2 separate regions of the Mus musculus genome follow, and region 2 is linked to region 1. The links are chromatin contacts, called in public targeted proximity ligation maps. All regions are on one chromosome and are shown on one strand. The core of a region is the stretch at or near the end of the contact, and the rest is flanking DNA. Distances in the headings are between cores, read along the strand shown.

What was found.
Region 2: a targeted proximity ligation map of acute myeloid leukemia shows a contact between it and region 1, with 4 times the contacts expected there. A contact is called at or near these places in 4 of 130 datasets of targeted methods (acute myeloid leukemia, embryonic stem cells and extraembryonic endoderm stem cells).

Annotation. Positions count from the first base shown.
Region 1 is chr19:37,661,529-37,668,402 of GRCm38.p6, reverse strand. All of the region lies in intron 20 of Exoc6 (exocyst complex component 6), which reads right to left. Among named protein-coding and RNA genes, the nearest start is that of Cyp26c1, 21 kb to the left of the region's middle.
Region 2 is chr19:37,960,587-37,967,579 of GRCm38.p6, reverse strand. It overlaps Myof (myoferlin), which reads left to right. Exons shown (of 54, transcript NM_001302140.1): 19 at 448-564; 20 at 6,483-6,660. Among named protein-coding and RNA genes, the nearest start is that of Gm52397, 22 kb to the left of the region's middle.

The DNA.
Region 1 (6,874 bases), core at 1,618-4,117:
CCTAAAGCCAGGCTATGTGTGCATCCAGCAGCCCTTCACCCAGGCGTGTTACTACCTTATCTAACCACAGCAGTCTTTTCCTTTGCTTCTGTTTATCTCTCTGCCTCTGCCACCTCCAGAAAGGTGTATACACACACACACACACACACACACACACACGCACACACGCGCACACACACACACACACACACACACACACACGCACGCACATGCACACACGCATGCACACACACATGCACGCACACACGCATGCACACACATACACTACAGATGTTCAACTGGGTACCTCTCTTGTGTCCCCATTTCCTTAAAATTTTTCTACCCTTGTTTGATCAACTCCCTAAGCTATACACTCAGCCTGGGTACTGTTCAGAGTATACTACACGCCAAGCGGTAGTGGCTCATGCCTTTAATCCCAGCACTTGGGAGGTAGAAGCAGAGATGTGACCTGAGCTCTTACTAGTAATTAAGACTGGAATAAAAGATCCTGCACTTGCAGCTACTATCAGTGGAAATTGAGACTACCTGGTAAGTTGTACCCAACAAAATTGGCATGGCTTTTGAATTTACTCAATGAATTGTGAGAACAAGGAAAGACAAAAACATGTCCATCTGTGTTTCTAGTGTGGTACATTTTGTTGTTGTTGTTGTTGTTGTTCATTCTTTTGTTTTTGTTTGGTTTGTTGGTTTGGTTTGGTTTTTTTCTTTTTTTTTTGTCTTTTTCTAGACAAAGTTACTCTGTCTAGCCATGGCTTTCCTGGAACTCACTGTGTAGACCAGGCTGGCCTCAAATTCAAACACAAGAGAGGTACCCAGTTGCACTTTCTGGAAGTGCCATGATCTCATTAAAAAATGGCTATTACCTGAGACTGAAGAAAAAAGGGCACATGAGTATAAACAGAAGCACTGGAAAAGCTAACAGTGAGGACGGCTGGCAGCACGAATGACAGGAGGTGCAGGAGGAGTGGAGCCAGTGAAGAAGGCAAGCACTCCACACAGAGAGGGCTAGCTCTAGGTAGGGTGACCACAGCAATAGGAAGAGGAGGAGAAGAAATCTTTCTGCCAAAGCCTCTAATGGCTAGTGCCATTTTCCATCAGAATGAGGGGTTTCAGATGGCAGGGGCACAGAAGAAACAAAAGGAGAAAATAAATACTACACAAAGATCAGGAGGCAAAAAGGAGTGGATAACCAGAGTTGGGAGAGAACTCACTTACACCGAATAATCAGCTATTTCAATCAGCAAACATGAGGGATGCACAGGAAACGAGTGCCTGGAAAGGCAGTATCCAACACATCCCACAGAGAAACAGGAAAGGCTGCTGTGAGTTTCCAAAATGTGTATAACTGAATGTGCTGAGGCAGGAAGATTGCTGAGTTTGAGATCAGCCAGGCCTTTGCCTCACTCCCCCCTTTCCCTGAACATCATTAATCAAAAGCTCTTTCACAATTCCCTCTCTCTCTCTCCCTCTCTCCCTCTCTCTCTCTCTCTCTCACACACACACATACACACACACACACACACACACTCACTCACTCATACACTCTGACACACACACTCACTCACACACCAGCACCGATGAGAAGGAACACATTTTTTTCAAGTGCCAGCAGTGGGCCAGGAATAGAGGTGTACTCCTTTGATCCCAGTACTACTTTGGAGGCAGAGGCAGGCAGATCTCTGGGAGTTCAAGGCCAGCCAGGGCTACACAGTGAGATCCTGTTTTAAATAAAACAAAACAAAATGCTAGTGGAGTCTGAACAGCTCTCTGAGACATCAGAATTAGAATACAGTAGTCATCTCACTGGCCCTAGAAAGGACTTATAAATGAATACTAGAGAGTTTGGCCCCAAAGTGAATTCATTTCTAAAAGAGTTTCCTGCAGGGTGTTAGTGGTATTTAATCCCAGCACTTGGGAGGCAGAGACAGCTGATCTCTTATCCTAACCTGGTCTATAAAGTGAGTTCCAGGACAGAAAAACCCTGTCTCAAGGAGCCCCCCGCACCCCCCCAAAAGTTCCTCGTTCAATACTGTGACTACTGGGTTAATATTTAATAATTATAATAGCATGTGTAATATTCATCAAAGCCAGAGAGATTTCTACCTTTTACTGCGGAAGACTGTTCTAGGAACTTTAGGCTATTTCTTTCAGTGCAAAAAACAGTAAGAATATTGTTAACCTTAAAACCATTTACATCCAAGACTATAGTTTATATACTGCCTTATAACTGTCACTCTATGGAGGCACATTGAAAATTTCCCTAAAAATCAATCAAGCCAGCTAGGGAATGTAGTTCCATAGTAGAGTGCGTGCCTAGCAGGCCTGCATTTGATCCCCTGAGCATCCGTTCCACACCAAAACAACAACAGCAACAACAACCAAACAAATCAATCAAACAAAAACTCCTGCCACAATGGAGAATTGTAATGCTTATATCATAAATAAGGAGACGGTCTATGTCTACCCAACTATACATTAACGTGTTTTTTCCACATATCTGTTAATTTTCTTGTTATATTACTTAGTAGCTCTTTTTAAATGATTAGCATGCTTTTGACAATATATATATAAATATTACTTCTAAATGCCTACTAAAATAACTACAACTGCTCACTATATAAGGGTATTATCTGTGGTATTACTTATAGTTGAAACTCTTGAGATTCTATCATGTCTAACAATAAAGACACGTGCTTCAATAGATTATGGTGTGTTCTTACTACAGAACAGCATGAATAAATCAAAGTGAATCGAGTGGTCTATATTCATCAACACAAAACAACAGCATGTTGCATTTAAAATGGTAGTTACAACGTAACATAAATGACCCCAGCCACTCTGCAAGAAAAGGAAATGACTAAGCCTGGTGGGCTGGCACTCAGGAGGCTGAGGGAGGAAGATCACATACAAGGCCAGCTTGGGCTACATTCAGTGAGATAGGCTCTCAAGGCAAAGAGTAACTATGTGCATGCCCTTAAGCGACCTCACACACACACACACACACACACACACACACACACGTGAATAACAAAGGGCTTGGAAGGAAGCAGCCGAGTTACTCTGACAGGCTGTAGAGAAGGGGAGAAGTGAGATTGGTTTGGTATGTTTTAAACACTTCCGTGGTCTTGATGATCATACTATAGCTATCACTGGGAAAGCTGGGTGAAGTGTCCTGGGGTCCTACACTTCTTATGGGTGTGTACTTATTTTAAAATGAGAAACTAGGCTTGAGACATAGCTACGTGGTAAAGCATATGCCTAGTATGTACAAAGCCCTTGGCTCTGTCTTCAGCAGAGAAAGAGAAAAAAATATGCTTTATTTTGAAGAATAATTTCTCATACCATAAAGCACCTTACACTTAATTCTTAAAATAACATTTAAAAACCTGAGTTCAAAATGTTATTACTAACTGAAGGTCTGAGCACAAGTCACCTCCATATCTAAATATCAGCCATGACCTACAGTTCCAGCACTGGAACACAGGGAAGAGAACGGTAAAGCCATCTAGGTTCAGACTAATCCTTCATAATTTAAGCGTTCCCAAAGGGCAGCATACTTTTCTCATATCTGGACCTTAAGGTAAACTCTCTGAGATGTCTGGTCTTGTTATATTCAGGAATAGACCACGATACATCTTCCTTTAAGTCTCTGGCACTTCAGATGAATTTAGAATTGTCTAAAGAATAAAAAGCCTGCTAGAGGAGCTGTGTGGACAAGCTCACTGTCCTGCCGCTGCATCGAGGCGAGCGTTCGGATACTACAACTTTGGCAAATCTCATTAATACTTTAAGCAGTCGAAGACTTTGAAACTCCTAAGTAGAGTTCCTGTGAAGGAATTATGCGGGCAAGTTTAAGCAAGCAGGGTGTATATACAATATGGTAACAAAAATCATGCAAACAAAAGGAGATTTGTTTAATTATAGTGGAAATAATTGTTATTTAAAAGTGACTTCTTCATAAAAGAATAAAATAGACTGGTGGCAAAAGAATTGTCCGTTATGATGCCTTAAGATTAGAAACAGAAGACAGAAATTTCAAAGTAAAATCTTGGCAGACACCCAGTCTCCATGGCAAGAATTCTAGCCAAATACTTCCTTCATAACTTCCAAGATTTGTTCATGCCCCAAGACAGAGTCCAGGGTTGTTCGAGTCAAACGCAATTTGAGTCTTATAAAGTTACAGGGGTCTCCTATTTTTCCTTGGTGATTGACAGAAGCTCTTTTCTAGAATTTGTAACCTGTAGTCATCTAGGGTATGGCCTATGCAATAGAAAGGTAGAAGAGAGTAGGCAAGAGGGATAAAGAGAACAAGGGGCTTCCTTTCTCAAGCACTGGTTGAAGGAAGGGCCAGGTCTAAATAGTTGGCCATTATTTTCAGCGGAGCCACCACCCTGCCATTGTTCTGATGACATATGCTAAGTACAGGATGAGAGCAGCTGACAGTCAACTGATGGCCTCCACAAGTTGACTCCCACAAGTCACTGACTTTAGCAATGACAACCATGTCAGTAAAGAAACCTCTCCCAGAAGTAAACCATACAACCTTGCCTATTAAACCGGACAGCTGACATAGTGCAGGAAACTGCTCTCCAAGGTCACGTCACACCTATTAAGTGAGGTGGGAGCCCTGCAGTGTCTGCTGTCCTGTTCAACAATGGTCTTACTAGCACAGCTTATGGCTTCCTATTCGCACTCTTCAAGCTTCTGCTCTTTAGCCAGGATAACACTGTCTTCTTTGATACCAACTAACTCATCTCTCAAGTAGACTAGTCTTTTTTTTTTTTTTTTTGGATCTTTTGAGACAGGGTTTTTCTGTGTAGCCCTGGCTGTCCTGGAACTCACTCTGTAGACCAGGCTGGCCTCGAACTCAGAAATCCACCTGCCTCTGCCTCCCAAGTGCTGGGATTAAAGGCGTGTGCCACCATCGCCCAGCTAGACTAGTCTTTATTGAAGCAGGGCCTGAGAGTACACCTCAGGCAGGCCTCAAACTCACAACCTTCCAGTCTGCCTCTTGAGTGCCGAGGTTACAGCATACACCCCCACCACTGCCCCAGCTCATGTCTACTATCTACTGTACTTCTTTACTGCTTGAATATTTGATGAAATCAAGAAAGATTTATTTAGTAAACAGGTAAAGAAAATCCATTTACATGTAGTACTTCTAACTGCAAAACATTTTAGGATTCCCACCACTGCCCCAGCTCATGTCTACTATCTACTGTACTTCTTTACTGCTTGGATATTTGATGAAATCAAGAAAGGTTTATTTAGTAAACAGGTAAAGAAAGTCCATTTACATGTAGTACTTCCAACTGCAAAACATTTTAGGATTCCCATAACAAGTGTTTATTTATAAACCACATTGTTCCAAAGGGCTTTATGGCAACTTACAAAGGTAGGTGCAAAATCAACACAATGTAGGGACAAGAAAACTTAGGGACAGTGATTGTGGGAGAGAAGAGTATACAGAATACAAATGATGCTGTACTACATATCCATGCTTTATAGCTCAAAAATGGAGTTAATTAGAAAATGCAGGATCCCTGAGATAAAAGCAAAGCAGTTGTTCAAAACAAACTCAACTATATGCAATACTTAAGATATAAAAATTCTGAGTCTAAATGATGACATCACTGTGTCAATCACATGGTCAATATACAACACCTCAGTCACTTGAATCTGAGACTACCAAAGCAATCTTATTGATATTTCTGATTCGAAACCTGTCTTTTTAAATATCTACTCTTTTTAAAGCAATCAAAATAATCTAAGTGTCAAGTACAACAAGATACCCATTCAAGCTCCCTGGCTAATTCCCCATCACATTTACTATCCCTGACTCCTTTCCAAGGTCCTGGATGGATATTCTGTGCTGGTAATCTTCCTATGTCATCCCTGGCTCGTTACATGCTAGCCATAATCATCACCATTGTTTGTTCTTTGGCCCATCTGAAGGCTCTGCACAATCTACATCTGCTCGCCTTCCCAGTTCATCCAGGTACCTACTCAAAGGCCACTTCCTGAAAGAGTCCTGATCATCATGACTGAGCAGCCCACTTCACCTCCAGTTACCACGACATGTATTTACCTCACACCATCAGGAAGCTCTTCAGCATTCCATCTAAAGCTATTTGAAACCATCACTGTCTGCTGTGGATCTCCTTCTAAGACGCAATTCTGAAAACAGTAGAGAACTATGAGAACAGCATTTCTGCCTGTCTCAGTCACCGTGGGTTTCCCAGCACTTCAACAGTGGCCAGGGCATGTGCTCAAACATCTGTCTGTAAACACATGAAGAAATATCTGAAAATAGAGCCGCTCTTGGTGCTCTTGATTAGTCTGACCAGCCTTTAGTGCCTCTCGAGCAGTGGTTCTCAACCTTCCTAATGCTGAGACCCTTTAATACACTCATGTTGTGGTGACCCTCCAACCATAAATTATTTCATTGTTCCTATAACTGTAATTTTGTTACTGTTATGAATCATAATGTAAATATCTGATATGCAGGATATTTGATATGTGACCCCCGTGAAAGGGTTGTTTGACTAAAAGGGGTTGTGGCCTAGAGGTTGAGAACAACCACACTAGAGAAATGATGGCCAGTTACAATGTTTAGGTCAGACATGTTTCCTCTGAAATGGGAACATTATGCTTTCTGCTCAGAAAGAAGATACACACAAAATTCTGTATGAACCTACTAAAAGCAACTCACCATTTCCAGATTAGAATCCATGATCAAAGGCACGCAAAGAACTCTGTAATGTGATTCAACTTAGAACCGATTCTCTCCATGAGATAAAAGCTAAAGAAAATAAAGCTATAGCAATTTACATATCATTCCTAATAGGTTTGGTAAAGCAGTAAGATAGAGAGG
Region 2 (6,993 bases), core at 3,255-5,754, 300 kb before region 1:
CTCTTGACTTCTGTATTTTAGCATACCCAGAGCATCTTGATCTTTTGCCTCCTGACCATTCTGAGACTTGTCTGGTTGGCACATGTGAGTTTCTTTATTATGAGAAGAAGAGAAAGGGATCCAAGTTAGTAAATAGACAAAAATGCAGGATTGTTCCCATGAACTGAGATGGAGGAGACTTGGAGCCCCTTCTCCTTCACCACCCTGCTTCAGAAACTCCTTCCAGCTCCAGAATACAGCTTCAAGGGCTCCAGCCTTAGTCAAGCTAAGAGCCTTTTCTATCCGAGCATCTCATGACATCATTTGGAATCCATCTGAAAGTAAATGACTCTTCCTTTAGATATTAAAGACTTGTGTGTTAAAGTAGTGTTAGCCTGATTTGATACACAGAGGTTCTCCGGCTGTGGTCCCTGTCTACGGGAATAATTTTGTGTTCTTGGGTTTCAGGGAGAAGGGGTGGCCTACAGAGGCAGGATCTTCGTGGAACTGAACACGTTCCTTGAAAAGAAACCACCAGAAAAGAAGCTGGAGCCCATTTCCAGTGATGACCTTCTGGTTGTTGAGGTAAATGTCAGTGTGAACATAGCCTGGGATGGAAGGGATTGGAGGGACTAAGAGTCATCTGTGGGAGACTCGGAGAAAGATCTGCTTCATAGTAAGTCCCTCCAACGTTCCCTTGATATAGCCATGACAGCTCTATGAAGATAATGAGGCTTGCTTCAGCCACTTAGATGTTAACTGGTATATTAACTTTTGGTACTCTGACCAAAATTGAAGGATAGACAACTTCAGGGCCAAAGGATTCATTTTGGCTCACTATTTCTGTAGGTTCATGTCCATGGTTGTACAGTCCCATGTAAACTGGATAGAACAGGATTATGGAAGGCGTGTGCAGCTAAGGGGCTACCTCCATATGGATAGGTAACAGAGAGAGGGAACAGAAAAAGATGCCAGTATCTTACAGTCCTTTGTGACCTGCTTCCTGCACCTCTTACTGTCACCAACTCTTGACAGTGCCATCATGATATAAATTCAGCAAGGGATAATCCATTAGTGATATCCAAGAACTCATGTCTCTGGAAACACGGAGAAATTCCCATAGGTGTGATTAATCTTCTCGATTTGTTAATCCAGTCAATATATATATTCATAAGAACAGAGTGCCCAGACAGTCCCCTTGGATGGAGAGGTTGAGGTTGTGAGGAAGAGCCCTTCCCTTAGATGGCTTATGTACCAGAGTTACCCTATTCCCACTTTCACAGGCGGCTGCTACATCTCCGGTTTCATAGCGATAAGGACATGCCTGCTTCCTGCTGACATTACAATGGCTCTAAGTCTCTTTTTCCTTCAAGACAGGAAGTCTTCTAAGTTCACCTCTCTGTTTCCAAGACTCTCAGGTCACCATTCTTGAGACACACACATCTGAACTGTTTGGGAGAGCAACTGACTCACAGACACTCCTCCGCCCAGGGCCTCTCCTGGCTTGTTCTAGATTGCCCTGGGCCACCAACTCTCTCAGGCTGCTACATCCTCCATTCCTGGAACTGAACATTTCCGGTGTTGTAGAGAAACTAAGCAGCAACTTTACAAAGATGTCAGCTCTGAATCAAGTGAACAGTAGGAGGGCTGACACGAAGTGGCTGCTCTCAGAGACATGAGCTCAGACAGCTCTCTGTCTCTCAGCCTTCCTGTCTGTTTCCAACCTGCCTTCTTATGGCTTGGCCCGGTTAGTGCCTTGAACACATTCTTATCTCAGCTTTCAGGCCCAGCTCTCACAAGCTCTCAGCTGAGCCAGGACAGTTTTCTTCCTTGAAGTCAACTAATGTCTGGCAGTTATAAAATCTGACCCCTTTTAGGATGACCAACAGGAAGAATAGCTACTCATTGTAGCCGAGACTCTTCTCTCCCCGACGCTCCATGGCCGTGTTCACTGACTTCCACTAGGATGATTAGGTCAGGCTAGTACCTAAAGCAGTACTGGTAGACTTACCCATCATACACGATTGGGGTTTGGGACATCTAGAGCTCAGCCTTTGGGTTGCACCAATTTCAATATAGGTTGCCTTTCTCTTCACCCCTCACTTTGTCTCTTCTGGGAACAAGGCATAGGGCACAACTGTACACAGGGGGAAAAAAGCAAGTTAGCAAAGATCATAGCCTGGGCAAAACTGCTGCCCTGGAAGTTTATGTTACCATATAGAATGATTCAATTTGGGTAATATAAATAGTAAAAGAACTATAGTAGACATTTGCTTTTAAACCCACCCATGAAGATTACCCAAAAGAAGGATGTGTGATCTGTCTTGAATGTTCATTCACACGTCTGCCTCTAGAATCTAGAACTGCTTACAGTTTTTCTAAGACTTAGCCAATCTCTTAAAGCAGGTTCACAGGCTATTATAATAAGCCATTAAGAGATAACTGTTAAGAAATTTCTAGGGGGTGGGTATGGGGGACCTTTGGGATAGCATTGAAAATGTAAATGAGGAAAATACCTAATTAAAAAAAAGAAAAAAAAAGAAATTTCTAGTCCTCCCTAACCCCAGATATATATGTGTATGTATACATTTATGTATGTATGCATGTATTCTCCAGTAAATGCCATAGCACTGTTCTTGGATTTAGGTTTTGATTACTCCTGAGGTATCCCTGTCTCTTGGTGTATAGTATGGCATGGCTGTGCTAAGCTGAGACTTTAAATCAAGTATCCTCAAAGGCGAGTATATAAATACACTCCCCATGCTCCAGTACACCGACTCAAGCACAGGGCATGCTCAGCAGAGAGAGTGAGACTCTGTGCTCCATTAATCCCAACACAGGTGCAGCAACTCTGCATTAAGATCAGAAATTGTCCACCTACCTCTAATTTTCAGTTACTTTGTTATAATTCCTGGGGATATCCCAAAATGTGATGAGGCTCTTGTAGTCAGAGAATCGCTATGATCTCAGGAAGACAGACCTTGTAAGTTAGTACGGTCTGAGCGTTTTTGTCACCCCAGAAGTCATATGTTCAAATCTAACCTCCAGAGTGAAAGGGTTAGGAATTAGGGCACTACCGTGGTGATTAGGGTGAGGAACCTGGGAAGGCTTCTGTGGACAACTGTGTGGGCGTTGCATGAGAACATCTCAGGGTTTCTGATGGAATCTTGGCTTGGATGTCTGTGTGCAGGGCAGACTTAGGCAGATGCAGTCTTCCCGACTCAGTGAGTACCCCGTGCTCTTTCTTTGTTCTCTGTGGACCCTGGTGTAATTGATAAGTACCATATCAATCACAGTCCTTCCTTCTGGAACCTGTATTAGGTTCGGGGTGTTTTGTTTGTTTGTTTGTTTCTGTTGCTGTGACAAAATACTGGACAAAGGCAACTTTAGAAAAGAGGGGTTCATTTTGGCTTACAGTTCAAGAGTACGTTCCATCATGGTAAGGAAGGCGTAGTAGCAGGAGCTTGTGGTGGCTGGTCGCACCAGTTTCCTGGGGAGCTTAAGCCTGGATATTTACTCTTAAAAGCTTCCCTAGCTTAGTCCACTGCTTTGGCCCTGGAGGAGCTGGGGACACTGAAGCCATTTATCGGGAGCCTTCTGCTGCTGAGTTGTGCGTGCAATGAAGCCCCCCAATTACCCATGATTCAAGAATACTGGGGGAATTGGAAGCATAAATGTGAATTTTCTAAGGACTTAAAAGAAGGAAGTTATTTGTATTAGTCATACTTTTATTATGGCTTCCTCATAAAGCAGGACAAGGTGACTGTCATGATCAACTCCTTTTTTCTTTTAGATCTGCCCAGAACCCCACCTCATGCACGGTGATGGGCTCACATTTACGGTGGTGGTGGTGGTGGTGGTGGTGGTGGTGTGGGGAGGTGTCTCACAGACTCAGGGCCCAAACTATGTTTCCTTTAAAAAAAAAAAAAAACCAACTTCCCTTTTCTTAAATCATGCTTAGTACTTTATAAAGGAGAAGTTATGTTGCATATAAAATTATGACTAAAATGGAAAGTGAAGCTGAGGCTGCAGCCAGCGATTTAGAAAGAATTCTTCAAGGGCTCAGAGGAGTTTCTGACAGAACCTTCTTAGAGGGCTCTGCTCTATCTGCTATAAGAAAATCGCCTTTCACCAAAATGGCGACTTCACAGCCATGAGCTATCTAGGGGACTGTTCCCTTCTCTTTCTACCTCTACAAGACTACAAGATGATAAAAGTTCTCACGACAGCCAGGCATGACAAGGCATATTTATAATACCAGCACCTAGAGACTGAACCAAGAAGGTTGTGATTTCAAAGCCAGCCAAGGCATAGTGAGAGCTCGTCTCACAACGAAACAGAACAAAACATGTTCTTAAAGCAGACCCCATAAAATAAAAATAGAATCACTATAGAATCTAGCAGTTGCACTTCTGAGTGCAGACTCAAAGGGTTTGGAAGCAGGAACGTGCACACCCAGTGTTGTTCATCATAGCCAAAAGGTGGAAGCTGCGTGTGTGTCCATCACTTGGTGACTGGATGAACAAATGAAGTGTTTTCATACAACAAAATAGAACTGGGGAAAGGGGGAAGTATATGTACCACAACGTGGATGATATAGAAGACATTGTGCTAAGTGAATTACACACAGCACAGGATAACTACATACCACACAGTCAAAGAAGCTAGCCTAGTCAAATCCAGAGGCAGAAAGAGAATGGTAGCTGCCAGGGGCTGGAGGGAGGGAGAAATGGAGAGTTTTTATTTGAACGTCAGCTTTGTAATGTGAAAAGAGTTCTAGGCCTGGGTGGGTGGTTATTGATTATAGCACAGTGATATAAATTTACTTGATCTCTTGTGTAATGGGGAAAGTGCCCTCTATATAGTGACGGAGACATACATTTATGTTTTGTTAGGAAAAGAGCATTGGTTCAGGGGTCAGAGGGCTGGAGAGACGACTCAGCATTTAGGATCACTTACTGCTCTTTCAGAGGGTTTGATTATTACTACACATATGAGGACTTACAACTGTCTGTAATTCCAGTTTTAGGGTGCCCAACGCTTTTATGACCCCTGTGGCTCCTGCAAAGACTTGGTTCACATACATACAAGGCACTCAGGCGCGCGCGCGCGCGCACACACACACACACACACACACACACACACACACACACAAAGCAAACATGTTTTCAAAAGAAAAAGACAATTTAAATAAAGCCATAGGACCTGGGAGGAGTTAAGGGGGATGAACAGTACACAAATACATTGTATACATTCTCAACAAATAATAGCACAGTGACAAATAAACCACGATGGACGACTAGAGGATAACAAGATGTTTGCTTGGTTTTGATTGAATTGAGGGGGAAAGTGTCTTTTGATACTGAGAGGGGACAGAGGACTTCCCATTGCTGCGGTAGGTAAGATGCATGGGAAGGCTCTCCCTTTAACAGACTTTTTCTCAAGTACTTCATTAAGTGATGTAAAGTAGAGACCCCCTCCGGAGCCCTGGGGAATGGGAATGACTGCTGTAACAGCTCAAAAAAGCATCAGCAAGAAAGGAAAAGCTTGCAAATAATTATGTCTGGTTATGCTTAATAAATAAAGAGAATGTCGCTTTAGTTTAGTTTTGTGTTTTTGGATGTTTTAAAGGCCATTGTCTGGATATCTCTGTAAATAGGTATCCAAATTTTTTTTGCCTCATACAAGTGAGCTCCACCCACGATTTGTGATCCATTCAATTGAATAAAGGCCATGGTATAGATTGAAAGAGAAAGAAAGGATCAGTCAAGTTACTCAAGGGGAGAAAGAGAGACAGAGACAGACAGAGAGACAGAGAGAAACTGAGGGTGGAAGCGAGAAAGAGAGAAAATATAATTCACTCATTTTTTTAATTGAAAATTAAAATCTTTATTGTTATTTTTGATTAGAAAATTAATACTTAGGTGACTCAAAATATCAAACATGTATAAGCCAGGAAATAAAGTTGCCATCTCTCTCTGCCTTCTATGATAGTATTGCTGTTATATTTTTCCAGACCATCTTCATGTGCATCAATATTAAAAAGTATTTATTGAATGAATTCATTTTAAATATATCTGTTTAGAGCAGGGGATATATTGCTCTAGTAGAGTGCTTGCCTAGCACGTTGAAAGGTCTGAGATTAATCACCAGCAAAGTAAGTAATAATAAAATAAAACCGTCCCCTTTCCTATGCTTACACTGAGACTTATTTAAGTTGTTATGAGTTCTCGCCCTATTCAATAGCAATGTAACTTGTTTGAAGCATGACTTGTAGACACATAGTTTTCCCCCTCTGTCAATCATTTCCATGGTGATAATCCTACTACTTTAGTCTCTGCCCACCTACATGAGAAGGAGAGTTGACTGATCCAAGAACATAGCCCTGTGGAATTTAGTACAGCACTAATCAACTAGCCTTAGCACTTCATCTGCTGGGAATCCACATACAGATACAGGCACATGAAGTTGTACTGAACCTTATGTCTATTCCTACTTTTCAGAAGTACCAGCGAAGGCGGAAGTATAGCCTGTCCGCCGTGTTCCATTCAGCCACCATGTTGCAAGATGTTGGTGAGGCCATTCAGTTTGAAGTCAGCATTGGGAACTATGGCAACAAGTTTGATGCAACCTGTAAACCTTTGGCATCAACCACTCAATACAGCCGTGCAGTATTTGACGGTAAGACTGGTGTGAAGTTCTCTCTTATTCATGCGTACAGAGGGCACACCCCAGGACAAGAAGCATATACTGTATTTTCGCTCCGAGGGCCATTATCCTCAGCATCTCATTAGTCAATTTAAGAAAGAGCATTGGATTTTAGGTACCCATAATAGTTGCTAAATCTGTGGAACAGTGTCCCAGGCTGGACACAAGAGCTCATAAAATCCCAAGATGATGACCCCACTAAATACCACACTCCCTAAAGCAGCTGCACCCCAACCAACTGCAAATCCCCCTTAGATTCGGTGGTTGACAATGGTGGCACTCTGGCTCAGACACTGGAAAAGCCAG